Regions from separate parts of the Mus musculus genome. Here all the other regions are linked to region 4. The links are chromatin contacts, called in public promoter capture Hi-C maps. All regions are on one chromosome and are shown on one strand. Each heading gives the region's core, a stretch centred on a gene start, on an enhancer-like site or on the middle of the called end of the contact. The rest is flanking DNA. Distances are from core to core; before and after follow the strand shown. Region 1 holds the start of Nenf (neuron derived neurotrophic factor). Region 2 has its middle 5.7 kb from the start of Gm31373. Region 3 holds the start of Vash2 (vasohibin 2). Region 4 holds the start of Fam71a (family with sequence similarity 71, member A).

Region 1 (3,162 bases), core at 353-2,852, 150 kb before region 4:
GCTAATTAGCAATTAGTTACTAATTAGTATATTGAGTGCTAATACACTGTTCACAGAGCCCAGGGAATAAAAATGAGCCATCAGAAAGTCTTTAGAGCAGAGTTTCCTTTGAATTCCATCAAGGGGAAGTGCTGCCTGAGATTGGCAGGCTCAAGGGAAGGGAGAGCAGGGGATCCGCTGTGAGCATCCATTCCCTGCCTTAGACCACAGCAGCCATCAAACTCCAGCTTCCCTCCCAAGATTCTAGCCTCTTATTTCATAGCTCCAGACATGTGAGCCACACCTCCTCCTCCCTGTGGCTGGTCTTCTCTGCCACAGGTCTCAGCCTCAGCCTCTGTCACCTGTGTGGCCAGCAGTCTGCTTTCCTGTTGGATACAGCTAAGAAATAAATACTAGGAAACATTATTGGAAAATAATTTCTACATTCTTTTTAAATTTTACTTATATGTATGGCTGTTTTGCTTGTATACCACATTTGTACCTGGTGCCTGCAGAGGCCAGAAAGGGTGTCAGGGCCCCTGGGACTGGAGTTACAAATGCTTGTGAACTGCCGTGTAAGTGTAGAATCCAGGACCTCTGGGAGAACAGGCAGCGCATTTCATGTGGTCAGGAGAAATTGCAGGAAGAATCTTTTGGCTTCCTGACACACAGGCCTGCAGAGCGAGAAGAGGCTGGAGCAGCCAGAGTGCTCAAGGCCAGAGATATTGTCAAGATGTGTTAGGCCTCAAGAAGGCTGTGATATTTCACCCTGGGAGTTAGAAGGGCCTCTTCAACCTTGAGATTCTGCGACTCGGTATAAAGCAGATAATGTGTTGTGAGTTTGGCACAGCCTTCAAAGCCATAATCATGTTCGTTGCAACACAATTCTATAAAAGAGCCAGGCTAGGAAGATCCCTGCAAGGTCAGCCTTGGGACATAGCCAGCCTGAAAAACAGAACGAAATCCTGGAAGGAAAGGAAGGGAGGGGAAGGACAGGGGATAGGAAAGGAAGGGAAGGGAAGGGAAGGGAAGGGAAGGGAAGGGAAGGGAAGGGAAGGGAAGGGAAGGGAAGGGGGGGGGGAAGGGAAGGGGATAGGAGAGGAAGGGAATGGAAGGGAAGGGAAAGGGATAGGAGAGGAAGGGAAGGGAAGGAAAGGAAAGGAAAGGAAAGGAAAGGAAAGGAAAAAAGAAAAGAAAGGAACGAGGGAAAGACAGATGGGGAAGAGGAAGGAAGAGAGTGAGGGAAGGAAGGAATGAAAGATGGGGGAAGGAGAGGGAGGAGAGGAAGGGAGTAAGGGAAAGGGATGGAGAGAAGAAAGAAGGAAGGGAGGGAGGGAGGAAGGGAGGAAGGAAGGAAGGAAGGAAGGAAGGACGGAAGGAAGGAAGGAAGGAAGGAAGGAAGGAAGGAAGGAAGGAAGGAAGGGGGGGCAAGTTACTCGGGCCTGGTGCCACTAGTGTATAATCCCAATTCTCTGGAGACTGAGGCAGAAGGATAGCCACCAGTTCAAGAACATTACAGGCTATGTAGTAGGACTTAGCGTCAGAGAGAAAGGAGGAGAGGACAAATTGATAAGGCTGGGTCCTGTCTTACAGGGCCCCTCCCTAGGAGCCGACTGTGCTCCGCCCCGCCCCGCCGTCCTCCCGCCTGCTCCTCGCTGTCTATGGCGCGCCCCGCGCCCTGGTGGCGGCTGCGGCTGCTGGCGGCGCTCGTCCTGGCGCTGGCTCTGGTCCCAGTGCCCTCAGCCTGGGCTGGGCAGACGCCGCGCCCCGCAGAGCGCGGGCCCCCGGTGCGGCTCTTCACCGAGGAGGAGCTGGCCCGCTACGGCGGCGAGGAGGTAGGCGGCGCGGCCTGGGCCGGCGGCTGTCCCGAGCTGACTGGTGGCGGGGACCCACGCGAGGCCGGGTGGAGGCAGGGCGTCGCCCTGACGCCCCACCCCGCGCTTCCTCCGCCCCGCCTTGTCGCTGTGGGTCTGAGTACAGACCTCAGACCCTTCTAGATTTTAGTGTGAGGGTGAGCTGGGGTCACACGGCCTACAGTTTGTGCAAAGTGACCGGCCTGAGAGTGCGCACTGAGCTAGGGGGGTCTGGGGCCGGCAGGATGATCCAAGCCTTTCCTTTCCTGCCCCGGTGTCCCGGGCCTACTGAAGCTCACCCTTCAGACCCCATTTAGTGTCTGGGCTGGTGGGGATGAACGCAAAGGAGGAAATAACACTACCCGATATGGGTAGCTGCTTTAGATGGGGAGGAAGCCTGAATCCAGTTAGGAAGAACCGGTCTCTTGGCATTGTAGTGATTCCAGGAATTAATCCCCTACCTTTACAGATAGGGAAACTGAGGCACGTGCTCAGTGGTACAGGAGGGAAGGACCCGTGTTGCTTCGCTGAATCTATGTGCCCTGAGCTCCCTAGCTTCGGTGTTAGCGAACCTTACATAGACCAAATATGCAAGGGTCTCTCCCAAAACAGATCTTTAGGGATGAAAGCTGAGGCCAGTGGTTCTCAGCCTGTGGGTCCTAAGACTGTCAGAAAACACAGATGCTTACATTAGGATTCATAACAGTAGCAAAATTACAATGATGAAGTAGCAATGGAAATCATTTTATGGTTGTGGGGGTCACCACCGCATGTGAAACTGTTTAGAGTTGCAGCGTTAGGAAGGTTGAGGACCGCTGCTTTTTTTTTTTTTCTGGCCGCGCTTGCTCCCGTCTATTTATTTATTATATACAAGTACAATGTAGCTGTCCTCAGACACTCCAGAAGAGGGCATCAGATCTCATTGCAGATGGTCGTGAGCCACCATGTGGTTGCTGGGATTTGAACTCATGACCTCTGGAAGAGCAGTCAGTGCTCTAAACTGCTGAGCTATCTCTGCAGCCCAAGAACTGCTGCTTTTGACCCACAGGTCCATAAGAACACAGGGATAGGAACATGGCGGGAATGTGAACGGGTGTTACCGGACAGCGGAGGGAACTCCCGGTATAGGCGCATGGGGAGAACAGTTAGCAAAGCTGGCCTGTTGTTCTGCCTAGCAAGGCAATCCACGCCTTACTGATGCGGGCGGGCGGGCTTCTCACTGCCTACACTGGGTGTGCAGTATGGTTTATGTGGAGCACTCTGCATCGGGGCACCCAGACTGGCTGGGGAAGAACCCAGGGTTTCTAGTGGGTAGAGGACCAGATCTTGG
Region 2 (3,125 bases), core at 436-2,935, 170 kb after region 4:
AACTGATATGGAAGGGAAGACCATTTTAAATATATGGGTGTCAGCATTCCTTGGCCGATGGTCCTGGGCTGCACAAACAAGAGAAAGCCGGCTGGGTAAGTATTCAGCACTCTGCTAAGATTTATTTTCTTGTTTGTTTAATGTATGTGAGTTCTGTATGTACACCTGCACACCAGCAGAGGGCATCAGACCCCATTACAGATGGTTGTGAGCCACCATGTGCTTGCTGGGAATTGAACTCAGGACCTCTGGAAGAGCAGCCAGTTCTTTTAACTGCAGAACCATTTCTCCAGGCCCCATTCTCTGCTTCTTCATTGCTGATACAATGTAATCAGTTATCTTAAACTCTTGCTACCAGAGCTGCTATGATGGTCTGTACCCTCAAACTGTGAACCCAAATAAACCTTTTCTCCCTTAAGTTGCTTTTGTCAAGATATTTTGCACACCAATAGGAAATATAACTAAGATGTACAATTGGTACCAGGAGTGGGGTTGCTACTGTGATGAACCTGACTATGTGGTTCTCAGGTCTTTGGAACTGGTTTACAGCAAGAATGTAGAAGAGTTTGGGATTTGGAGCTAAAAAACCCTTTGAATACTGAAAAGATAGCTTAGTGTGTCGTTCTGGCAGGGGTTTGGAACACCAGGTTGAGACAAATGCAGAAATTTATGAGGTTTCAAAGAGGAATAAAGAATTTTTTGGAGAACAAAACTAGACATGATTCTTGGTATATTCTGTCCAAAATTTTAGCTTTGTTCTTACCATGCCCTGAAATTTTGTGTCAGGCTAAATTTAAATATATCCAGGCCCACAGTAGAAAAAAATCAAAAAGTTGGGCAAAGAATAAATAAATAAATAAATAAATAAATAAAAATAATAATTTAAAAAATATGCAGTTTGGTGAAGAAAAAGAAAGTTTAAATTTGCAACCAATATGAATGCTAAATAAGAGTCTGTAATTGTTAAAGATAAACCCTATGCCTCGCACTGGGACAAGTAGGCCTCAACAGAAGATGCCACTCGGCTAAGGCTGCAACTTATAAAGATACGTATTCATTTTAAAAGAGAAAGCTCAGCTTAGAAGGTGGAAGGGGTTCCTTACTCCTGGAAAGCAACCCCCTAGGAAAATGTCTCCTCCAGAGACAACACACACAGCATGCTTCGTACTTCCTGCTTCTGTAGGTCAAAGTGGATCAGGCTCCATCACAAGATGGCAACAATGTTGACATCACTGTCCCCTTGATACTGTTTTTTTTTTTTTTCCCAAGCATGAAAGACTCAGGTTGAGAGGCTCACAAGAGCTGATCCATGGTTTCAGAGAGCCGCAAAGGCTAGTTGATGTGTGGTGGAGTTGTAATCCCTGCATGGAGGCCATGGAAGCCATTCTGTGAGGTCAAGATGATGCCTAAGTAGCATGGAGATCACAGAATACTGGAGATGCCAAAACCATGGCACATACCTTAGGAGAGAGGCATGTAGGAAGTGGAGCCATCTCAAGAGAGGGGCTTCACATGCTGAAGGTAGCCAAACTGGAATGAAAGGGCCCACATATATCCTTTGGAGCCCAGATGATTCCATCACAAACCTCAGATGATAGACATAGAGCCACAGGATTAGTCTTCTCAGGCACTTTGTTTAGTCTTGTGAAGCTGACTGGTCATATGTATGTAACACTTGATACTGTGAGTCACTGGGTAGCCTCATGATGCTGTGTCATCTTCCTGCCTCGGCTGCTTCTTAAGCACTCCCCAGTATACCATAAAATGTGTTATGAAAACATTAGGGAGCCTGAGTCTTGAAACCTGATCCTTTTTTTTAAATTAATATTACTAACTTGTGAGGATTATTTTTCTGCAGAAGGCATATAACTGCCTCTCAGTGATGCTGGCCCACTGTGCTCTTGTGGTGATATCCACATGTAAGAAGCAGTCTGGCTGATTTGAGAGGCATGGTGTTGTAGCGTATTAATCTGTTCTTGTTTATAATAGCTGCTAATAAATAGACCACAGTATCTAGCCATTTCCATATATGTCACACAAGATGCACAAAACAAATTCAGAAGACCTGGTGACACATGCACTCAGGAGATGGTGGCCAAGGGACCTGGGCAGCAAAGGAACAAAGCTTAGGTCCTCTTGTGATCCGGAAATAATGGTTCTTACGATTGTTGTATAACCCATAACACAGGACTAAAGAAAAAACTGAAGCCAGGCATGGTGGTGCATAACCCTAATCCTAACACTTAGAGGCAGAGGTGGGTGGATTTTTGTGAGTCTGAGGCTAGCCTGGTCTACAAAGCAAGTTCTGAGACAGCCAGGGCTACATAGAGAAACCCTGTCTCAAAATATCAAGACAGAGGGAGAGAGGGAGAGAGAGAGAGAGAGACAGACAGAGACAGAGACAGAGACAGAGAGAAACACACAGAGAGAGAAACACAGAGAGAGACAGAGACATAGAGAGAGAGAGACGGAGAGAGACAGAGAGATTCCCACACATGTGTGCCTCAGGACCCTGCTTCTTGTCCTCAGAGTTCCTGTCATACTGTTATCTATCTCTCTGCTCATGATGCTTTAATAAACTCTTTACTCCCAGCAATTCATTTCAGTGTCCCTCTTGAACCTGCATTTCTTAAACATTTCTTAAAATGAAACAAAATACTATAAAGACCTTTTCTTAGCTTTCCAATTCAATGAGACAGGAAAGGCAGGTAACCGCCTCAAGTGTGATCCAGGTGATCCGTGTGGGCCAAAGCAATAACGCTCAGATAGATAGCCCTACTGTCAGGACTGGAGAGATGGCTTAGCAGGTAAGAGTATTATCTGCTTTCCAGAGGACCTGGGTTCAATTCTCGGAATCTACATCGTGGCTCACAGCTCCAGTCTCAGAGGACAGAACATCCTTTTCTGGCCTCTGTGGGCACTGCATGCTTGTGGCTCTCAGATATACACGCTGAACATGGTGGCACACACCTTTAATCCCAGCACTCTGTGAGTTTGAGGCTAACCTGGTCTATGAAGCAAGTTCCAGGACAGCAGGGCTGTTATACAGAGAAACCCTGTCTTGAAAACAAAACAAAAACAAAAGCCCCAAAAGACAAAACAGAACAACAAAAGATAGTCCTACT
Region 3 (3,502 bases), core at 772-3,271, 190 kb after region 4:
CCATTGATCCTCTACTGATCCTGGCTCCCACCCTGCCTGCCTCATAGAGGTTTCCATCCCAACTCCCACATAGAGCTGAGCAGCCAGAAACTAGTCCTAGGCAGGGCTCTTCCCCATGGTGTCCAGCTGGGAGATTTGCTTCCCATGGTTGACAGACAGGCTCCTAGATGTTCCAAAGAAAGTTACATGACCTAAGAGCCAAAGGGGCTCTGGTTTTCCTCACAGAGCAGATGAACTGTGTGTCCTGGGATACACAACTCAGCAAGAGACAAACCTAGACTTATTGGACCTCAGGGTCAGCAGTCTGTGGCTTCTTCCACTTTGGCTTGCTCTTTCTCAAAATAAAAGTAAGAGAGAGAGGAAGTGAGAGAGGGAGGGTGGGATGGAGGAAGCAAGAAGGAAGACACTATCACTAAGAAAAAGGTACTTTGGGCTGGTGAGATGGCTCAGTGGTTACTGGCTGGTCACCAAGCCCGAGGTCCTGAGTTTGACCCCTGGAACCTATGTGGTATAATGAGAGAATGGCCACCAGTACTTTGTCCTCTGATCTCGACACACACACACACACACACACACACACACACACACACTCCACACGTACACCTACATACTTACACACGCTCTCCAAATCCGTACACCTGCACACTTACACACGACAAATGCAAAATGTAAAAGGTTTAAAAATATTTATTTCTAATATTTTTAAATTACATGTCTTTGCATATATGTCAGAGTCAGCACAAACATGAGAGCGCAGGTGCCCAGGAGGCCCAACTTGTGTGATCCTCCTGAAGCTGAGAACGGGTGCTGAACCCAAAGTGCTGGTCTTCCTTAAAGACAGTGATCTTAACTCGCTGAACCCAATACTCCAGCCTCACGTATAAACACACACACACACACACACACACACACACACACACCACACCACACACACACCACACACCACACACACACACACACACACACACACACGGGCTGGGGGGGAGGGAGGGGGAGAGAGAGAGGGAAAGAGAGAGAGAGAGATAGAAGGAAGAAGAAGAAGAAGAAGAAGAAGAAGAAGAAGAAGAAGAAGAAGAAGAAGAAGAAGAAGAAGGGAAGGAAGGAAGGAAGGAAGGAAGGAAGAGGAGGAGGAGGAGGAGGAGGAGGAGGAGGAGGAGGAGGAGGAGGAGAAGACGACAAAGAGGAAGACGACGACAAAGAAGAGGAGGAGAAGCTGTGGGAAGGCCACTCCCTTGGCTTCAAGCATCCCTCTACAGTGACTACAGAACAGAAGGGGCTCGAATTGCCTCTCACAGCAGCTTGGGTTGAAGAACCTTGTTATCCACATCTACTAATAGAGGATTCAGGGCTGTACACACTTGTTAATCTGGGGAGAAACTTGTAATGGAGAATTTAAATAAGTATTAAAGTTGGCCTTTCCTAGAGCCACCCAGAGCCCTGTGTAGTCACTGTGCCCAGCTCCTCGACCAACACTGCTCCACCAGGCCCACTACTTCCTTATCTCATCTCCGGAGCTTAGCTGCTGCGCCTCTGCCCGAGGGAAACTGGATCTTAGTCCCTGGACAGTCGCTCCAGCTCCGCGGGGCTCCCAGGATACTGCAGCATCGGATTTCGCGTGGCAGCCCAGCTTCCCTAACTCGTATCCCCTCCCGCCCGGGAACCCTGGAACCAATCGCAGAGACGCAGAGCTCCGGGTTGTAGAGTCCCAAGCTCGGGACCCGCCCCTCTTTGTTGCGGTGTCCAATGGCCGCATTCGGAACATCGGCGGCTGCCCGGGTGACTCAGTTATATGTCACAGAATAACATTCGAGAATGGGACATGGAATGAGGCGACGACCGCCTCAACCCCAACAGCCTTCTGCAGCAATGAGGCCGGCCCGAGGTGGGTCCCCGGGCCCCGCGCGCGTCGTGGCGGCCCGCAGCTGCCACTCGCGGTGCCCGCGCGGGACCCGCGGGAAGGGGGCGGCGCTGCGCTTGCCCGGGAACCCCGGCTGGAGCCGCCCCTCTCGCGCCAGGGTTCGGGGGGCTTCCGGGAAGACGCCAGGCCTCCCTAACAAGCAGAGGCTGCTGCGGCTCCCTCGCGCCAACCCCGGGCGCTCACGTGCCCGCTCGCTGTGGGACCGTGGCAGTCCACCACATCTGGGGACCCAGGGATGCGTGAAGCTGGAGGGGACCCTCGAGTCTTCTTGCTACACAGCTGTCTTGCTTTTTCCTACCCCGTCCCCTCCTCACCCCGCGCTCCTTGCATGCCTCCCCATCCCCGAGTGCAGCTGGGTGTGAGGCTTCGTGGCGTCTTTCCAGCCGCCTTGCTAGGTAATCGGCGGGGCTGGAAGCTCGCGTTAGTCCTGAAGGGTGGGTCTGGGGCAGCGAGGCGGGAACCCCCATGCCTGTCTTATTGAGCTGCAGTGTCTGCTGTTTCCACTGCTTTCAGGCCCGGTCGGTGAGCGGGGTTCCCTTCGTGTGTCCTACGGCCGCGAGAGTTAAAGGCCACCCCAACCTCCCGCGGGGCCCTGATCCCCGGCGTGCCGGCGTCCTCCGCCCCCTTGCCGTGTGCCCCTCATCATGACCGGCTCTGCCGCCGACACTCACCGCTGCCCCCACCCCAAAATCACCAAAGGCACCCGATCCCGGAGCAGCCACGCGCGGCCCGTGAGCCTCGCCACCAGCGGGGGCTCCGAGGAGGAGGACAAAGACGGCGGGGTGCTGTTCCACGTGAACAAGAGCGGGTTCCCGATCGATAGCCACACCTGGGAGCGGATGTGGCTGCACGTTGCCAAGGTCCACCCCAGAGGGGGAGAGATGGTAGGCGCCATCAGAAACGCTGCCTTCCTGGCTAAGGTCAGTGGCTTCGCTGGAAAGGGTGGGATGGGATGGGCGGGTTGGCAGGGATGGGACCTGCTCAGCCCATCCTTGGCAGGGCAGGGAGAAGAGACCTCGTGTCCAGCTACTGAGTCCTGTTCTGCTGCCAAGAGGAGCAGGCAGGGGGCTTGCTGGCTAAGCTCTGAGGTTGGGCTGAGCCAAATCCATTATGTATTCAGCTCCTGTAATATCTTCATCAAAAGCTAATGTCACCAGGTCAACACCAACCACTCCAAGAAAGCATAGAACCCCAGGGTCCACCCTATCTGCCCTCCGTGAGTGTTTTACCTCCCCCCCCACCCCCAGGTCTCCCTAGCAAATGACTTATGGAGTGAATTTGTAATCAATCAGCCAGACTTCTCAGTGTGAATCATTCCTAGAGTTTTTGCTAACCATCTTCATCTTCATCATCACACTCTTCCTATCCTTTTATGACAGTGATTTTTGATTTTTACCTCTGAAGCTTACAGAGAACAGTGACCTGTCCCTTACCAGCTTAATCTGGCGCCAATGAAGCATTTGGCTGTGGCTTAAAGGGACTTTCCAGGACACTGGATGAATTAGTCTCTGGAGTAAAGGGAGACACCAAGTGACCCTCTCTTTTTTACTCGGGAGAGCAGCCAGGGAGCAACTGAGCTCAGTG
Region 4 (3,387 bases), core at 346-2,845:
GACATTCACTCCCTAGGGGCATTGCTCATTCCACACACAAGGAAGTGGGAGCTCCGAAGCTTGCGCAAGGTCACACGGTCAATGCAAAGTTGAAGGCTACACTTTTAAAAGCCACAAAGTTTGTGAACCAGATTTCTAAAGGTGTTTGTGTTATGTGTGTGAGTGGAAACACACAGCATACTATTTAACATTTAAATGCTTTGAGCACATGCATGGTGCTTCAGGTGGAGAATCTAGATTTTGCTCATCTGCCTATCAATTAATAAACAGGTTTGTGTGCTTCCACAGCCTGATAGTGATAGCCTCATTCATAAAGAACACGTGTCTGGAATATGACTTCAAACCAACTGGGCGAGCCTGGAGTAGGGGTCCAAGTGGCAATAATGTGGAAACCCTGAGTCTGGCTATGTGGCTGTGGCGATAGGCAGTCATGAGAATGTAAATGAGATGTAAATGAGATGTAAATGGATTTCTACAGCTCTCCCCAACAGCAGGGCTGTTCGGACTTGGAATTTGAGGACCTTGATTCCTTACCCCTTGCCCTATGCTGTGCATTTCACTAAACACAGTGTGGAAAACTGGGAAGCAAAACCTGGGGTCCTTAAGAGAGTAAACGGTTCTTTACAAAAGCAAAACTGACAGGAAAAATTATGTGGCCCCTGACTCACAAACCCCCTCGCCTCAGCTCACCTACTATCTAAAGTGATTGTCCTGCTTTCTTTATCACACTCTATACACACACACACACACACACACACACACACACACATGCACACATAAGCACACACACATGTGGCACACACATGCATACACAAGCACACACACATGCAGACACACATATACACACAAGCACACACACATACAGGCACATGAATGCACACACATGCAGACACACATATGCACACATACGCATACACACACACACACACACACACAAACACGCACATTATATACAATTTCCCATGATGTAGTAAAAACAAATCAGTCTAGTTTGAAAACATTTGACTGACCCAAGTTTCTCTCAAGAGGCAAAGCCATGTGGTGATTTAAAATAAGGATTTTAGAATGAGCAAGACTTGGATTCGAACATTATAGTTTGTGGGTATAAGTGATTAACCTTTAGTGTCTTTGTCCTGTGAACTAGTACACATCCATGGATCCTTCCACCGGTATGTGAAATATCACACATAGTACAGTGAGAGTAAGCAATAATCTTAGTAGAGGCCAGAGCTGTCCTGAAAGGTTATCAGCATCAACATTTAGTGAGGTTTCCTGGAAGAATCAAGAACAGTATCCAGGCTGTCCAATAAAATGAAACCATAAACTCAGATGTTTCCAATCTCCCCATTTCCTCGAATTCCCACAGGCTTTGAATCTTTTCAGTTTGGGCTAAGAGAAGGAAGTACTCATATACAATGTTCCCATTTGGAAGTACTTATATACAATGTTCCCATCTGATGCCATTTCATGTTGGTACCCTCCTGGTCCTGTCCTCCTGGAGGGCAGCTGGGGGATGGGACAAAGGGGGATGTGCCAGCGACAGGTCACAAAGGGAGAGGGGGATAAATATGGCTGTGCAGGGGCTTCAGGCTCTAGTGGTCACCTCTCTCACTAGGGCTGCAGTTTGTAGACTCTCAGGGAGCTTTCAAAAAAAATTACAGGTGGAGGTCAAAGGCGTTGTAGACCCTGAAGAGAACCTCCCTGGAGTCTACCCTGCATCTTTGGAGAGGTTGGACTTGGGGTCCAGGCACTCAACAGCACCCCTTGCCAATCATCTGTGCTCCCTTCCCACCCCCAGCCCAGGCCTCTTGGAGGCTCTGAGGCAAACTGGGGGCTTGTGGGGTGGGGTTGAGAAGACCTGTTGTAGCGCCACCTTTGTGACCCAGGAGCACTGTGGCTCCCCTCATCTGTGGAGACCAAGAAAGACGCAGGAACCCACCTTGCCAGCATACCTTTCTTGACACAAAATGGACGTAAAGGAAGAGTCTCTGTTACCATATTATACAGCCCAGAGTGGTGCTGAAGTCGGCATGTTCAACGGCTTGTTCGACACCGCCACGGGGAAATTACAGCAGCAGTTGCACAAAGGAGAGTATGATATATTCAAGTACGCGCCGATATTCGAGAGCGACTTCATCCAGATCACCAGATATGGAGAAGTGATCGACGTGCACAATCGTGTCCGAATGGTGACTGTGGGCATTGCGTGCACCAGTCCCATCCTTCCACTCCCTGATGTCATGCTGCTGGCCCGACCAGCACCATTCGATGAGCTTCTGGGACATGGCCAGTCCACCAACAGCACCAAAGGCAAAAAACGCAAGGCTGGAAAGACCTTGGAGCTCACTAGGCTCCTTCCTTTGAAGTTTGTAAGGATTTCTGTTCACAGACGTGATGAACAACAGCTACGTCTCAAGTTTGCTACTGGCCGTTCTTGCTACCTGCAGTTGTGCCCCCCTCCCGAAAGCAAGGATGATCTCTTTTCCTACTGGGAAAAATTGATTGACCTCCTGAGACCACCTGTGGACAGTAACACCAGTACCTATGCCATCCCAGCAGGGGACATGATGAGCACGCCTTTTCTGGATGAAGAACTGAAGATACCAAAAAAAAAAGGCAAAAGAAAATCCGGCCACCGAAAAAAAAGAGATCTATACAAGGTCAGCGTCAAAAGCCTCCCCGCGACCACAGATGTGAGTGCGATCAGCTCTTCTGCTTTTTCTGGTGGGGAGGAAACCCATGATTCTCACATATCCACTATTGTGTCCAGGATACCCACGCCCAAAGTAAGCTCAAAAGTCCTTGCCAGAGAGTCGGCATCAGAGGCAATAGTGTGTGACCTAGTAGACTCTTTGAGCTTGGCAGCAAACATGCCTGAAGGCTTGGGACAGATAAACAAAGCTACAGTAGAGGAGGCTGCCTTGGGAGCAAGAGGAAGCAAAAGCCATTTGACCATAGCAAGCACTGGCAAAATGTCGCCAAAGAGCATGAAGATTGCCTTGGCAGGGATGGCAAGCAAGTCCTTGGAGTATATTCCCAGTTCACCTGCCAGCCTCTCCCGCAAAGAGATCATGACTGTAACAAATTCCAGGATTGAGACTACAGGAAAGTCTGTTGGAGAAACAGCAAATGACCCAGTCCCAGTTGTCCTCGCCTTGACCTTGCCAAGCGAAAGCCACTCAAATGAAGAGACTGGACGTCGGAAAGCCTATGAGACCAGTACCAAAGCCCATAAGGAAAGGAGGTCGAGAAGGGACCAGAGAGCAAAGGAAAGAGTTGGCAGCAGGAGTGAGCAGCACCAGAGGACAGGAGAAGGTCACAAGACAGAAGGGGACAAGGAGTTTCAAAAATCAACCAGTCACAGAGGTGTTGGCGATGACAAGGACA

What was found. Promoter capture Hi-C pulls out the DNA fragments that hold promoters and counts their contacts. Capture Hi-C pulls out chosen DNA fragments and counts their contacts.
Region 1: a contact with region 4 is called in a promoter capture Hi-C map of liver. The contact joins the promoter of Nenf here to the promoter of Fam71a in region 4. A contact is called at or near these places in 8 of 39 promoter capture datasets (the C10 cell line, the HPC-7 cell line, liver and 4 more), 1 of 484 Hi-C or Micro-C datasets (bone marrow-derived macrophages), 2 of 115 datasets of contacts at active chromatin or transcription factors (bone marrow-derived macrophages and pancreatic cancer cells) and 3 of 9 other capture datasets (adipose tissue, liver and pancreatic islet).
Region 2: a contact with region 4 is called in a promoter capture Hi-C map of macrophages, with 6 read pairs. The contact joins the enhancer-like site here to the promoter of Fam71a in region 4. A contact is called at or near these places in 5 of 39 promoter capture datasets (the C10 cell line, macrophages, neutrophils and 2 more), 6 of 484 Hi-C or Micro-C datasets (B cells, adipose-derived mesenchymal stem cells, bone marrow-derived macrophages and 2 more), 2 of 115 datasets of contacts at active chromatin or transcription factors (both in bone marrow-derived macrophages) and 2 of 9 other capture datasets (adipose tissue and liver).
Region 3: a promoter capture Hi-C map of liver shows a contact between it and region 4. The contact joins the promoter of Vash2 here to the promoter of Fam71a in region 4. A contact is called at or near these places in 4 of 39 promoter capture datasets (the C10 cell line, liver, macrophages and 1 more), 1 of 15 datasets of contacts at CTCF or cohesin (the NIH/3T3 cell line), 2 of 484 Hi-C or Micro-C datasets (bone marrow-derived macrophages and embryonic stem cells), 2 of 115 datasets of contacts at active chromatin or transcription factors (embryonic stem cells and pancreatic cancer cells) and 3 of 9 other capture datasets (adipose tissue, liver and macrophages).

The regions. Positions count from the first base shown.
Region 1 is chr1:191,316,571-191,319,732 of GRCm38.p6, reverse strand. Nenf (neuron derived neurotrophic factor) reads left to right here and starts at 1,602. Exons shown (of 4, transcript NM_025424.3): 1 at 1,602-1,814. The coding sequence starts at 1,641.
Region 2 is chr1:190,996,826-190,999,950 of GRCm38.p6, reverse strand. It overlaps the pseudogene Gm8407. Among named protein-coding and RNA genes, the nearest start is that of Gm31373, 5.7 kb to the right of the region's middle. Within about 2 kb of position 1,685, at least 33 of the 459 cell types and tissues checked have an H3K27ac peak or open chromatin away from gene starts, as enhancers often do. A contact at or near this core is called in adipose-derived mesenchymal stem cells, bone marrow-derived macrophages and macrophages, where this site is marked.
Region 3 is chr1:190,977,517-190,981,018 of GRCm38.p6, reverse strand. It overlaps Vash2 (vasohibin 2), which reads left to right and starts at 2,021. Exons shown (of 8, transcript NM_144879.2): 1 at 2,021-2,313; 2 at 2,432-2,838. The coding sequence starts at 2,563.
Region 4 is chr1:191,163,025-191,166,411 of GRCm38.p6, reverse strand. It overlaps Fam71a (family with sequence similarity 71, member A), which reads left to right and starts at 1,595. Exons shown (of 1, transcript NM_001109759.1): 1 at 1,595-3,387. The coding sequence starts at 1,968.